Regions from separate parts of the Mus musculus genome. Here regions 2, 3 and 4 are each linked to region 1. The links are chromatin contacts, called in public HiChIP or PLAC-seq and promoter capture Hi-C maps. All regions are on one chromosome and are shown on one strand. Each heading gives the region's core, a stretch centred on a gene start, on an enhancer-like site or on the middle of the called end of the contact. The rest is flanking DNA. Distances are from core to core; before and after follow the strand shown.

What was found. Promoter capture Hi-C pulls out the DNA fragments that hold promoters and counts their contacts. HiChIP or PLAC-seq counts read pairs in DNA pulled down with a chosen protein or histone mark.
Region 2: a promoter capture Hi-C map of liver shows a contact between it and region 1, with 6 times the contacts expected there. The contact joins the promoter of Emp2 here to the promoter of Txndc11 in region 1. A contact is called at or near these places in 3 of 39 promoter capture datasets (hippocampal neurons, liver and stem cell-derived epiblast-like cells).
Region 3: an H3K4me3 HiChIP or PLAC-seq map of the SCID.adh cell line shows a contact between it and region 1, with 10 read pairs. The contact joins the enhancer-like site here to the promoter of Txndc11 in region 1. A contact is called at or near these places in 19 of 39 promoter capture datasets (the 3T3-L1 cell line, 3T3-L1-derived adipocytes, the C10 cell line and 12 more), 4 of 484 Hi-C or Micro-C datasets (the 3T3-L1 cell line, LSK cells, bone marrow-derived macrophages and 1 more) and 7 of 115 datasets of contacts at active chromatin or transcription factors (the SCID.adh cell line, bone marrow-derived macrophages, double positive thymocytes and 4 more).
Region 4: a promoter capture Hi-C map of embryonic stem cells shows a contact between it and region 1, with 2.6 times the contacts expected there. The contact joins the enhancer-like site here to the promoter of Txndc11 in region 1. A contact is called at or near these places in 8 of 39 promoter capture datasets (the 3T3-L1 cell line, the C10 cell line, cranial neural crest and 5 more), 1 of 484 Hi-C or Micro-C datasets (bone marrow-derived macrophages) and 4 of 115 datasets of contacts at active chromatin or transcription factors (the SCID.adh cell line, large pre-B cells, memory CD8 T cells and 1 more).

The regions. Positions count from the first base shown.
Region 1 is chr16:11,133,146-11,135,898 of GRCm38.p6, reverse strand. It overlaps Txndc11 (thioredoxin domain containing 11), which reads left to right and starts at 1,367. Exons shown (of 12, transcript NM_029582.2): 1 at 1,367-1,631. The coding sequence starts at 1,390.
Region 2 is chr16:10,312,591-10,315,343 of GRCm38.p6, reverse strand. Emp2 (epithelial membrane protein 2) reads left to right here and starts at 1,376. Exons shown (of 5, transcript NM_007929.2): 1 at 1,376-1,532.
Region 3 is chr16:10,568,449-10,571,201 of GRCm38.p6, reverse strand. Clec16a (C-type lectin domain family 16, member A) reads right to left here. Exons shown (of 23, transcript NM_001204229.1): 4 at 2,672-2,753. Among named protein-coding and RNA genes, the nearest start is that of Clec16a, 24 kb to the right of the region's middle. Within about 2 kb of position 1,406, at least 39 of the 459 cell types and tissues checked have an H3K27ac peak or open chromatin away from gene starts, as enhancers often do. A contact at or near this core is called in the SCID.adh cell line and bone marrow-derived macrophages, where this site is marked.
Region 4 is chr16:10,599,263-10,602,015 of GRCm38.p6, reverse strand. The region is part of intron 10 of Clec16a (C-type lectin domain family 16, member A); the gene reads right to left. Among named protein-coding and RNA genes, the nearest start is that of Clec16a, 55 kb to the right of the region's middle. Within about 2 kb of position 1,430, at least 30 of the 459 cell types and tissues checked have an H3K27ac peak or open chromatin away from gene starts, as enhancers often do. A contact at or near this core is called in embryonic stem cells, where this site is marked.

The DNA.
Region 1 (2,753 bases), core at 118-2,617:
CTCTCCAGCCCCACATAGGAAACATTTGATCTAGATTATTTTGCCCTCCCTACCAACTTTACAAAAAGATTTTATTTTTAATTATATGTGTGTGTACCTTGGAGGACATCAGATTACCTGAAGTATGAGGTAGTTCACTACCTGTAATTTAGAACCAAACTTGGGTTTTCTGCAACAGCAGTATTCTTACTACTGAGCCTTGTCTCCAGCCCCAACCAAAACTTTATTTTGAAATAGGGCCTTGCTAAATTTCATAGTCTGGCCTTGAAAACTCTATGCAGTCCTGGTACAAGTGGTCCTCTGGTTTTCTCGAGTGGTTGGGACCACAGTTGTGTGCCACTAAGCCTGGTTTAAAAAATTATACACAACTCATATAAACCTAATTTTGGGAGGAAAAATGAAGATAATTCACCCTGTATCTTAGGCTGGCCTTGCATTCTTATTGCTTGGAGGCGTGAGGCAGACAATGTCCTGACTCCAATACTTTCCAAACTTTAATCACGTCTGCTATGTTTCTGTGGATTTGCCCATCAAGCATGGGTCATAGAAATGGGATTACACAATATACATCCATCCTTTTACTTAGAGCTGGGTTCTTTTGTTGAATGTAATTACCACTTATCAGTACTTGTCTCAAGGTTTCTACTGTTGTAATAAACACATGAACAAAAGCTACTTGGGGAGGGAAGGGTTTGTTTTGGTTACACTTTACCATCATTGAAGGAAGTCAAGGTAGAATCCTGCAAGCAGAAACTGAAGCAGAAGGCATGCAGCGTTATTACTACCCCATTACAGAGCAGCCCGGTCTCCGTTTTATTACTGTGTCCTCCAGTCCTTCTCGCCTCTGCACGAGGCCTCCCCGCCCCACTTTCTGAAAAGCAGAGATAACAAACTGCACCCATGTCCTGAAGGGTCTGTCAACAGTGTTGACGCACTAGCGACAATCTGAGCCCTAACAGTACCCGGAAGGGCCGACCAACGGAAGGACTCGCTAAGGAGACACCACCAACTAGCTTCCGGACGCGAGGATGTAGCGTCAGCGCAGTGAATGAAGGACAAGGTCTAGCTTGAGTGACTGCAAGCCTGCGCAGAGTCGCTACAAGAGAGGCGGGACCGGTGGAAGGCTGACGCGGCCGCGAGTGCTGCGAGCACCCGCGCAGACTCCATGGGCTCGAGGGCGTGGCCCCCAAAGGGCGTGGCTTCGCGGGAAGCCGGCATTCGCGCAGGCTCCGAGTCGGAGGGCGGGGCATCTCTGAAGTGTGGCTGACGTGGAGAGTCCGGGTTAGTGAGCGCCGCTGGCTGCGAGGTCCGGGAGTGACGTGCGGGGCCGGGTCCCCGGGCCCGAGGTGGCGGCAGCGACGGTATAAAGCCGGCCACGGGGAGCATGTAATGTCGGAATGCGGAGGCCGCGGCGGCGGCGGCGGGAACAACAGCGAGGACGCCGAGGACGAGGGTGGCGGCCCCAAGGGCTCAGGCTCCCTCAGCCCTGCCGGGGCGGCGGCGTCCTTGGAGGGCCGGATCCGCCGCGGCTTGCGCGGCGCCTCGCTTATGGCGCGCCAGCGGCCAGAGCTGCTGTGCGGGGCCGTGGCTCTCGGCTGCGCCCTGCTCTTCGCCCTCAAGTTCACTTGCAGGTGAGGCTGCCGGGACTCAGGCTCCGCGGCCAGAGCTATGCCACCCCGGCTGCGCGGGGCCAGCTCGGGGCCTCCGGGGTCGAGGGTTGTTTGTCTTCCTCGGGGAAGTCGAGCCTGACCTTGCCTGCGACCACAGGCTTGACCTTCCCGGCGGCCGCGGTCCCCCACTCTCCTAGTTCGGCGTGGAGGCGTTTCCAGGGTGCTGCTCTATATCAATTATGTACCGAGGGCGTTTGGCCCTGTTTCTGAGCTGCTTCTCACCTGTTGGGGTCTCTCGGGGTGCACATGTCAATTCTTGCTCAGGCTATAATGCTCAGTTTTAATTCATTCCATTTTCCTTAATGCTTGCAGTGTGATGATTCACAAGCCATTTAGGGGTCTTAGTCGCTTTTGGGAATCCAGGCAAGCCTTTGATATACTGACAGTGCACGTTTGTACTGAGCACCCGTTAATGCTGAAGACAAAAATCCCCGTTCCCTGGAGTTCTCATTGAAGTGATGATATACAATAAACAAACACTTCAGAGACCTTAATAAGTGCTATGCAGGGAATAGAAGGATGAGGTTGGGTAGGGCAGAAAGGGCCTTCATAGGAAAATGGCATTAGCCACTTACACAAGGAAAGGAAGGGGCAGAGGTGGAAGAGCTGGGGTAAGAGCTATTACAAAACAGTTAAGTGCAAAGATCTGGAGTCTGAGCAAGCTTGGTCTTTTTGTGAAACTTGGAAAAGGCCTGAGTAGGCTGGAGTTTAGGAAGAATGGAAGCTAATGTGCATCTTTTCAGAAAATTGTGTAGATAGATACAAAGTTTATATTTCAATTATACTCCTTGCCTCAGATCATCAGTATATCATTTGACATTGCAGTTTATAAAATCTGTTATCACTTGACATATCCTCTTGGCACTTCTGTCCAGAGGGAGATTTATGTGGGCACAGATTGAGTGTAATGAACACAATATGAGATCCCTGAGGTCAAGATGGGCCAAAAATTAGGAGTTTTAGGGGGAAGAGACTCGTTTTTTTAGTGTTTGCAATGTGTTAGGTGCTATGCTAAAGTGTTTAAAGCCAACTAAAAGTGTTTGTCACCACACCTGGCCTGGAGTTTGAATCTTGAGCAACTAG
Region 2 (2,753 bases), core at 127-2,626, 820 kb after region 1:
TTCTCTCCTCAGGATCTATACAGTGGAAGGTTCTCTCTGCTCTCCATGTGTGCTCTCCATACACACAAGCAAATAAGTAAGTGAACAAATGTAATTAAAAAAATACTGAAAACAGAAATAACTGATGTGGCAAGAAGGCTCTGACAGGTGAAGGCACTTGCTGTCCAAGCCTGGTGGCCTGGTGATCCTCAGGAGCATTGCCAAGAAGGAAGGAGAAAATCAGCTCTTCAAAGTGCATGCGCGCGTGCACACACACACACACACACAGAGAGAGGGGGGGGGGAGAGAGAGTGAGGAGAGAGAGAGAGAGGAGAGAGAGAGGGGGAGAGAGAGAGAGTGAGGAGAGAGAGAGGGGGGGAGAGAGAGAGAGAGAGAGAGAGGAGAGAGAGGAGAGAGAGGGGAGAGAGAGAGAGGAGAGAGAGGAGAGAGGGGGGGAGAGAGAGAGAGAGGAGAGAGAGAGGGGAGAGAGAGAGAGAGGAGAGAGAGGAGAGGGGGGGGAGAGAGAGAGTGAGGAGAGAGAGGGGGGGGAGAGAGAGGAGAGAGAGGGGAGAGAGAGAGAGAGAGGAGAGAGAGGAGAGGGGGGGAGAGAGAGAGGAGGGGAGAGGGGAGAGAGAGAGAGGAGAGAGGAGAGGGGGGAGAGAGAGAGAGAGAGGAGAGAGAGGAGAGAGGGGAGAGAGAGAGAGAGAGGAGAGAGAGGAGAGAGAGGAGAGAGGGGGGAGAGAGAGAGAGAGAGAGGAGAGAGAGGAGAGAGGGGAGAGAGGGGAGAGAGAGAGAGAGAGGAGAGAGAGGAGAGAGAGAGGGGAGAGAGAGAGAGAGAGAGAGAGAGAGAGAGAGATTAAAAGTGCTTAAGAAAAGAAAAAGAGAAAGCAAGGATACAATGCCCAATTGAGATCACAACTTGGATCCTCTATATCAAACTTCTCAGGCCTGGCCAGGCTTGAAGGAATCTTAAGACTGGTCCTTATGGTGGTCTTACTTCGGGGAAGGAATTGATTTTTCAGTTATGGCTTGGCTCATATCAACTCAGCCTCTCCAGGAGGCACCGAGTGTGGCCTTTAGGCCTCAGGACAAGGTCCCGCCACGCCTTCCTTTTCTATCATAGGAAACTGAGGCAGGAGAGATTAACAACCAGCTAAATTAGTAAGAGACAGAGAGGGCTGCTCGGAAAGAAGTGGAAATCTCAGGGTCCTGACCCTGCAGTCAGGAGAAGAGGGGCGGCAGAGATGAGAAGGGCAGCGATGATCCCAGCAGGAGACTTCCAGCTCCCTCGAACTTTACAGAGTGCTGCTGGACGGCCCAGCAAGGGGAGGTGGGGGGGGGGGGGGCGCCCGGCCTCCCGTGGTCCCGCCCCCTGGATCGGCGGCTCCTGACATCACGGGCGGGCAGGGAGGCGGGCTAGGGAGAGGGCGGCAGGGAGGAGGCTCGGCAGCCCGGAGGGCGGAGGACGCCGCGCAGTCCCAGCCCCAAGCTTCAAAACAGCCGGCGCCTCGCCCCACGCGCAGCCCGCCACTGTGTCCAGACGCCCGTGCCCGGTGAGTTGGGGGCGCGACAAGGGACTGCGGTGACGTCGGGGTTCCGGAATGACAGGGAGCAGTGTGCCCTCTTTAGGAATCGGGACAGGCCAGGGGATCCGTGCTTGACGGGGAAGGGTTGGGGTGCGGTTCGTGCGGCAGTCCCGTTGCTCCTTCTCCAGATTTCTGTGGCGCAGACCTTCCCTTTGGTGCCCCCCAAGGCCACCCTGCCACCCCTGGGTGGCATTCGCCACCTTTTGCGTCCAAGTGGGCGGGAAAAGTCTGGGAAAGAGTCAGGGCGGATCCCCTCTCCACCATCGCTGGCCCAAAGCTCTGAACTCCAGAGTAGCCCACTTGTTGCCTGTTGTACTCAGCGTCTGATTCCCAAGCAGTACCAATCAGACAGGACCTGGTCCTCGGGTCCCTGAGGGCCGCGCACTCCTCCGGGTCTGGGCTCCGTGGCGCCCCACAGCGGCGAGGGGGCAGCTTCCTTGGGTTCTTAACGGTGTCCCAGCCTGGGGGGTAAGCTCCAAGGATGGCCCCCCTGCCTGCTCTTGACTACTGTGGCAGATCTGTGGGCTTTAAAGGGAAGAAGGGATGGCACCCATGATTCCACGGGAAAAGGAGGTATAACTGAGTGTGCATGCCAAGCTTGGAGAAGGACTGAAGCATCTAGGTTCAGTTCAGGAGGGTCCCACTACTATGAGGCATCTAGAACCTACAAGTTCAAAGGCAATCCAGAGTGGGTGGTGATCATTGCCAGGCGATGGAGATGGCTGGGATTTTGGACTATTTAACAGGTACAGATTTAATTGCGGATGATGGAACGTTTTGAGTATAGATAGTAGTGGGCGTCACTCAACATTGCTGGTTCATTTCAGGCCATGTGCTTGTAGAATTACAAATGGTTTACATCATAAATGCTGTGCTCTTACCACAATGAGAGGCACAAAAGACGCCTCTAGCCGCCTCTGCTTGAGCATTCCGAATCAGAGAGAAATTCCAAAACCTAGACATGGAGGCTGACCACCTCTCCCTGGAATGTCACTTTCAAATAATGTAAGGGGTTCAGTAGGATGGATCCATGCAGGTTACAGGAGAGACCCAAGGGAAGAGAATGTGGAAGGCCAATGGGAGTATGCATTGGGCTTCTCCCGCCTCCTCCCAGAAAGCCTTATTCTGGGAGACACCTGGCCTAGAGACCTGGCAGAGTTAGCTACTCAAGGCTGTGAAGCCACACCT
Region 3 (2,753 bases), core at 157-2,656, 560 kb after region 1:
GTCCAGTGCTCTGCCTAGTCCTTGGCATCTACAGTGCATGGAGAATAGTGCTAGTTATTTACGTCAGACCTGGTTGATTAAAGACCAAGTTGGAGTAGGTTCAAGCATGTCTTGGCTGTTATACCATTCTCCATTTGGAAATACTAAAAGTGTAGCATTATCAGGGAGGCAGAGGGTCTTAGGAGTCTTCTGCTGTTAAAAGGGGACAAAGAGAAACAATTAAATGGTTCAGAACAAGACTCACACTGCCTTAGCCTGAGAGGATGGAGCAAAAATGCCCTGGCAGTGTACTTTGCTGTCCTCCTGTGGCCAATGTTCCTATATCGTTCAGGGACCCAGTCTGTGTGAGTGGCTCAGGAGAGGGGATGGTAGACAGAGATCCTCTAAGCTAGCCCTTCCTGGAATGGAGCAGGATACACAAAATAACAACAGGGCAATTATAAGGGCAATTCCATTTTGAGGACCAGCAATCAAGTATGAATCTAAAAAGTGGAAACTACTAATCTGGCTCAGACAAACACAGACAAAAACCAAAAAATCCTCAAGGCTTCTGGGATGTCCAGCTCTTCCAGACCCATGACTTCTGCCCTCCCACTACGACTCAGAAGGCACCTGAGCAAAAAATACTCTGTCCCTCACTCTGGTCTGGGTTTTCTTCCACATGGGAGAGCCTTTGGGTGAAAGCTGTTCCCTGGACATGTTTATCAAGCACCTACTATGTGGCAGGGACAGGAGTCTATCATGTTATTTTCTCAAGTGCATTCATGTTTTTGGCCCTTGGCTAGCATTTTCTTCTGAGAGACTAATGAATCATGAAAATCAAGGTTCACTGTTGCCATACAACAAGAGTTGATGGTTTTTGCCCAAACTCAGAAAGTTTGGGATTGTGGTCTGACTTCAAAAACAGGCTTTGAGCATGTGGGACAACCACTCAGGTGATATCTGCCACACAAATGACATGCAGCTGGCTGTATGACATCTAGCTTCCAAGGCAGTCCCCAAACATGTTCACCACCTGTGTCACACTCATGCTGGATCCGCCCACAGAGGCAGATCATGCCTGTGTGACCAAAGAGTATGCTAGGAGTAAGTGTATGTGAGTGAGTGAGTGTGAGTGGCACGAGGCTGGCATGGATGGCATCACTGCTTACCGTGGTCTGCTGGGTGACTCACTCTAGGGAAGTTGGCTGGAAGGATGCTGGTCAGCCCTGGGAAGAGGCCCCTGAACAGGAGCTGTGGTCTCCCACGCACAACCAGATTCAGCTAACCACCACGACAGTGAAGCAGACCCTCCAGCCACATTCCAGCCTCCAGAGGACATCAGCCTCTTGGGGCACTGAGTAAAATAGCTCTAGTCAGCCAAGCCTGAAGTCCAACACACTGAAGAGACTGGTGCAACTCTAATCAGTGGGACATGGGGAGAAGTCTGAGGGCGAATTCTCAGACTTTTCTGAGAAAGTTCTCTCAGAAGGGATACGAGAGAGGAAATGGTATCAGAAATTCTGACAACAGCATGTGATTGAGTGATATCTGGAGCATCGGCAATCACACGGCCACATGGAACCAAGCCTTGAGCAGATGCCAGCTGCAGTTACTGAGCAGGAAGCTGGAAAACCCTGGGCCCTTCCTACAGTGAGGCAGAGCGCAGCTGCCATTTGTACTTTAAGCATGTGAGCTAAACTGACCTTAATCTCAAGCTCCTTGGCGCTATAAGAGTAGCTCTCCCAGGACTGTGAGGGACCTGACCCCTCAAGGACAGCTGTGCCAGTTTATCACTTCTCACAACTCTGAAGATGGAATCTCATCTAGTGAGTCCCTGAAACCCAGAGCCAGGTATATAGTTTCACCTCATTTCTCAAAGGAGGGGGCTCAGAGAGGCCTGGAAGTTCTCTTGTCACACTGCAAGGAGCAGAAAAGCTGTACCTAAATGGAGTTTCTGCTGTTTCCAACAAGGTAACCTCTGGACATTTTCCTCCCTGCCAAGTTAACCTGAAGTTTACATTAAAATAGCAAGAAAATTTGTTCAATTAAAGAAAAAAGTTTGTGTCAGGTGTGGTGGTGCACACCTTTAGTCCCAGCACTCGGGAACAGGGGCAGGTGGTTCTCCATGAGTTTGAGGCCAGCCTGGTCTACAGCATGAGTGCCTAGACAGCAGAGGTTACACAGAGAAACCCTGTCTCAAAAATCAAAAGGAAAAGAAGAAAAAAGAAAAAAGTTTGTGGGATTCAGCGGTTGAAAACGCCTCCTAACCAGTTCTGAGGACCAGAATGCCAGTCCCAGCACTCACCTAACAAGCCTGGCCTGGCCTGGCATGCCTCTAACCCCACCATGGAGGCAAACGAGGTTTGCTGGCTGCCAGCCTACCTGCAAAATGCAAACAAGCTCCTGGTCCAGGAAGAGATCCAAAAGAACAAACCAGAGAGGGACAAAGTAGGAATTTTATAGCCCTTGCTTGGCCCCACAAACCCAGAACACACATGTACACACTTGAACACATGCCCCTGTGCACGCACACGCACACACACACACACACACACACACACACCACATATTTTAAAACAAAAAATTTTATTTAAGTATGCCAAAGTCTGTGCTTAGGAAAGTGCTTTGTAGAGCAAAGGCCTCCACGCTTGGACTAGCTTGACACATACACTTGCTGGGCGCCACTCACCTCATTGTAAAAGAAATGGACAGTGTGGTTGTTGAGCTTTAATGAAAGCGTTTTCAGGAACGATATGTAATACGCCATGATC
Region 4 (2,753 bases), core at 181-2,680, 530 kb after region 1:
TCCTCCTAGAAAAAAAATCTATTCAAATTATTTTAGAAGTTCACACTAAACACTTTATCTGATTGTTTGACACAATGACTTCTGAAATAAACCTAGCCTTTAGTTAGAACTATTATAAAGACTGGGATGCTGAGAGTGACTTACTCCTGCCACTCAGGAGAATCATCTTCAAGAACTGTTGTATCTTTCTTCTTCTAGCTTTATTCCAGCCTGGGAAGCTGTAACTTCCCATGAAATCTACTGCAGCTCTGGGTGCAGCTCTGGGTGCCTTGCCCGTAGCACTAAATCGGAGTATACAGCTGGGGTGGCCTAACTAAACAGGGGTTGAACAGGGTTTTCTAGTCCCATTCCTACTTCATAATGTGGCTCTGGCTTAATCCAAATTCATTGTTTATCTCTTCATTTTAGGTATTTATTAATTACTTTTATTTGAATTTATAATGAAATCTCCCCACACTTAACAAAAGGTAGTTTAAATCTTCCTAGTTTGGCTGTTTGGGTAGGTTGAGATGAAGTGGCCTTTTGGAGGAAGTCTATCATTGGGGCTGGGCTTTGAGATTTCAAAAGTTAGCGCTTTTGGCCTCTTACCGTGAATCACAATGTGAGACCCTCAGAGCACTCTTAACCTTCTGGAACCATAAACACAAATAAGGCCTTCATGGTACTTTGTCACAGTTATGGAGGAGTAACTATCCTCTGTGTGTGTGTGTGTGTGTGTGTGTGTGTGTGTGTGTGTGTATGTGTGTGTGACTCAAGTGCATATACCAGAGGACAACCCCGAGTGTTGGTTCTCCTCAGGTTCTCTCTCTCTCTCCCTTTCTCTCTCTCTCTCTTTGGTGCTGGAGTTACAAGTGTGCCATTTTATAAAATAAAATAAAAAATAAAATAAAATAAAATAAAATACAGGGCTTCTGGAGGTTAAGCTGAGCAAGCCTGTTACCGCCTGGGCTATGTCCTCAGCTCCTGTAGGATCTTATAAGGATCTGTACAGAAGAGCAGCTGTGCCATGACAACAGGCAGAGAATGATGGCTGCAGTGGGTGGGGGCAGGGAGAATGAGAGTTGTTTCACAGGTAGAGTCTCAGGATACCAAAGAGTTCTGGAAATGATGGCAATGGACACACAAGATGGAACCCTTAGCACTGCTGACTCGTATGCTTCAAAGTAGTGAGGGTTCATTTGCCAGAATCTTACCACAATAAAAAAGAAATAAAAGAAGAAGAGGAGAAGGATGAAGTAGGAAGAGAAAAGACAGACAGGAACCAAAAGCAGGCAAGGGCATCTTCATCTTCTACATACCACATAAGTGATGACAGTACTGGGAGAACCGAGAAGGTCAGGACACAAAGACATTGATTTCTTGATGTGACAACTCTGGCCATATCCTGGAATTCCCCCATCCTCTGATAGTACTAACTCCCTGACTCGCCTAGGAGGAGTCATATCTGGTAGATGAAGTGCTCTCTGGGGAAACGGCAGGCACCACATCCCAGAAGTCTTTGACTTCACAATTCAAGGATTTCTTCAATCTGGATTCTCTGTTCCAGAAACCACAAACAGACAGACAATAGAGAGGGAGGGAGAAAGGCAGGCCTTCATAGGAAGGTCAAGGGAAGGGGAAAGATATGCTGCCAGTTACCTAGGTAACCACAGAGGGCTGTGATTGGCTGACTCTGGAACAGTGTTTTAAGGTGAAATTGGCTAGGGCAATAGCAGGGGCTGGCTGGAGTATGTCCCCTTCTTTGCTCATTGGTACCTCTCCTGAACACAGTGATTTTTCTGGGCATACGGCTTTTAGAGGATTTGCCCTCCCTGAGCTCTATGCTTCTCTTGTTAAGTCTGTATGAAAGGCACAGGCAAAAATCTCCCCACTACATAATGGGGGGAAGGGAGGGGAGCTACCAAGTCTCTTTCTCATTGGCCCACATGCTTACACTCTGAAAATGAACCCTGCTGGGCTGGGGAGATGGCTCATAGGTAAAACAGTTGTCATGCAAGTGTGGGGACCAGAGTTTGAATCCCTCAGTTTTGCAAGATGCAAAGAGTTCTGGAGACAGTGATAGATACACAAGACAGGCACCCTTAACACTGCCAGCTCACATCCCCATGCTCCCATCACGAAATAAGGCAGGGGCAGGAGAACCCCCAGCAATCCAGCCTGCCTGGTATACACAGCGGCAAAACATGAAAGCCTGTCTCACAGAGTGGAGGGTAAGGACAGACACTAACCTTGTCCTCTGATCTCAACAGTCTCAACATGTGTGTTGTGGTCTATATGCTCAGACACGAACACAGATACATACCAGGAACAGAGAAAGGAAGAAAGGTCTAGAGAAACTGTTGATGGTATAGGCCCAGAGTGTATCTCTATGCCTCTGCCTTCCATCATGATCTGGGCTGCTAATGTGTCACAAGCAGAATCTTTCCCATTTTACTGCCTTCCATCATGATCTGGGCTGCTAATGTGTCACAAGCAGAATCTTTCCCATGTCACATGGGAAATTTTACTGTAACAGCCTCAGGCTGAGAATCAGAAAGACCCTCTATAGGTGGACGTGTGCTGTAGAATTTCAACTTACCCGAAACTACAATGTGGCTCAAGACAAAAACTAGGATTCATGTTTCAATATCCCAGAGAAAGTCAAGAGTGAGGCCAGGTTCCACTTCATTCTTACAGAGACTTCTAAAGGACAAAGCAGATCAAGGCCCCGGAGACCCCTCTATCCAACCGACTAGGCTGTCAGTCTTGCCTTC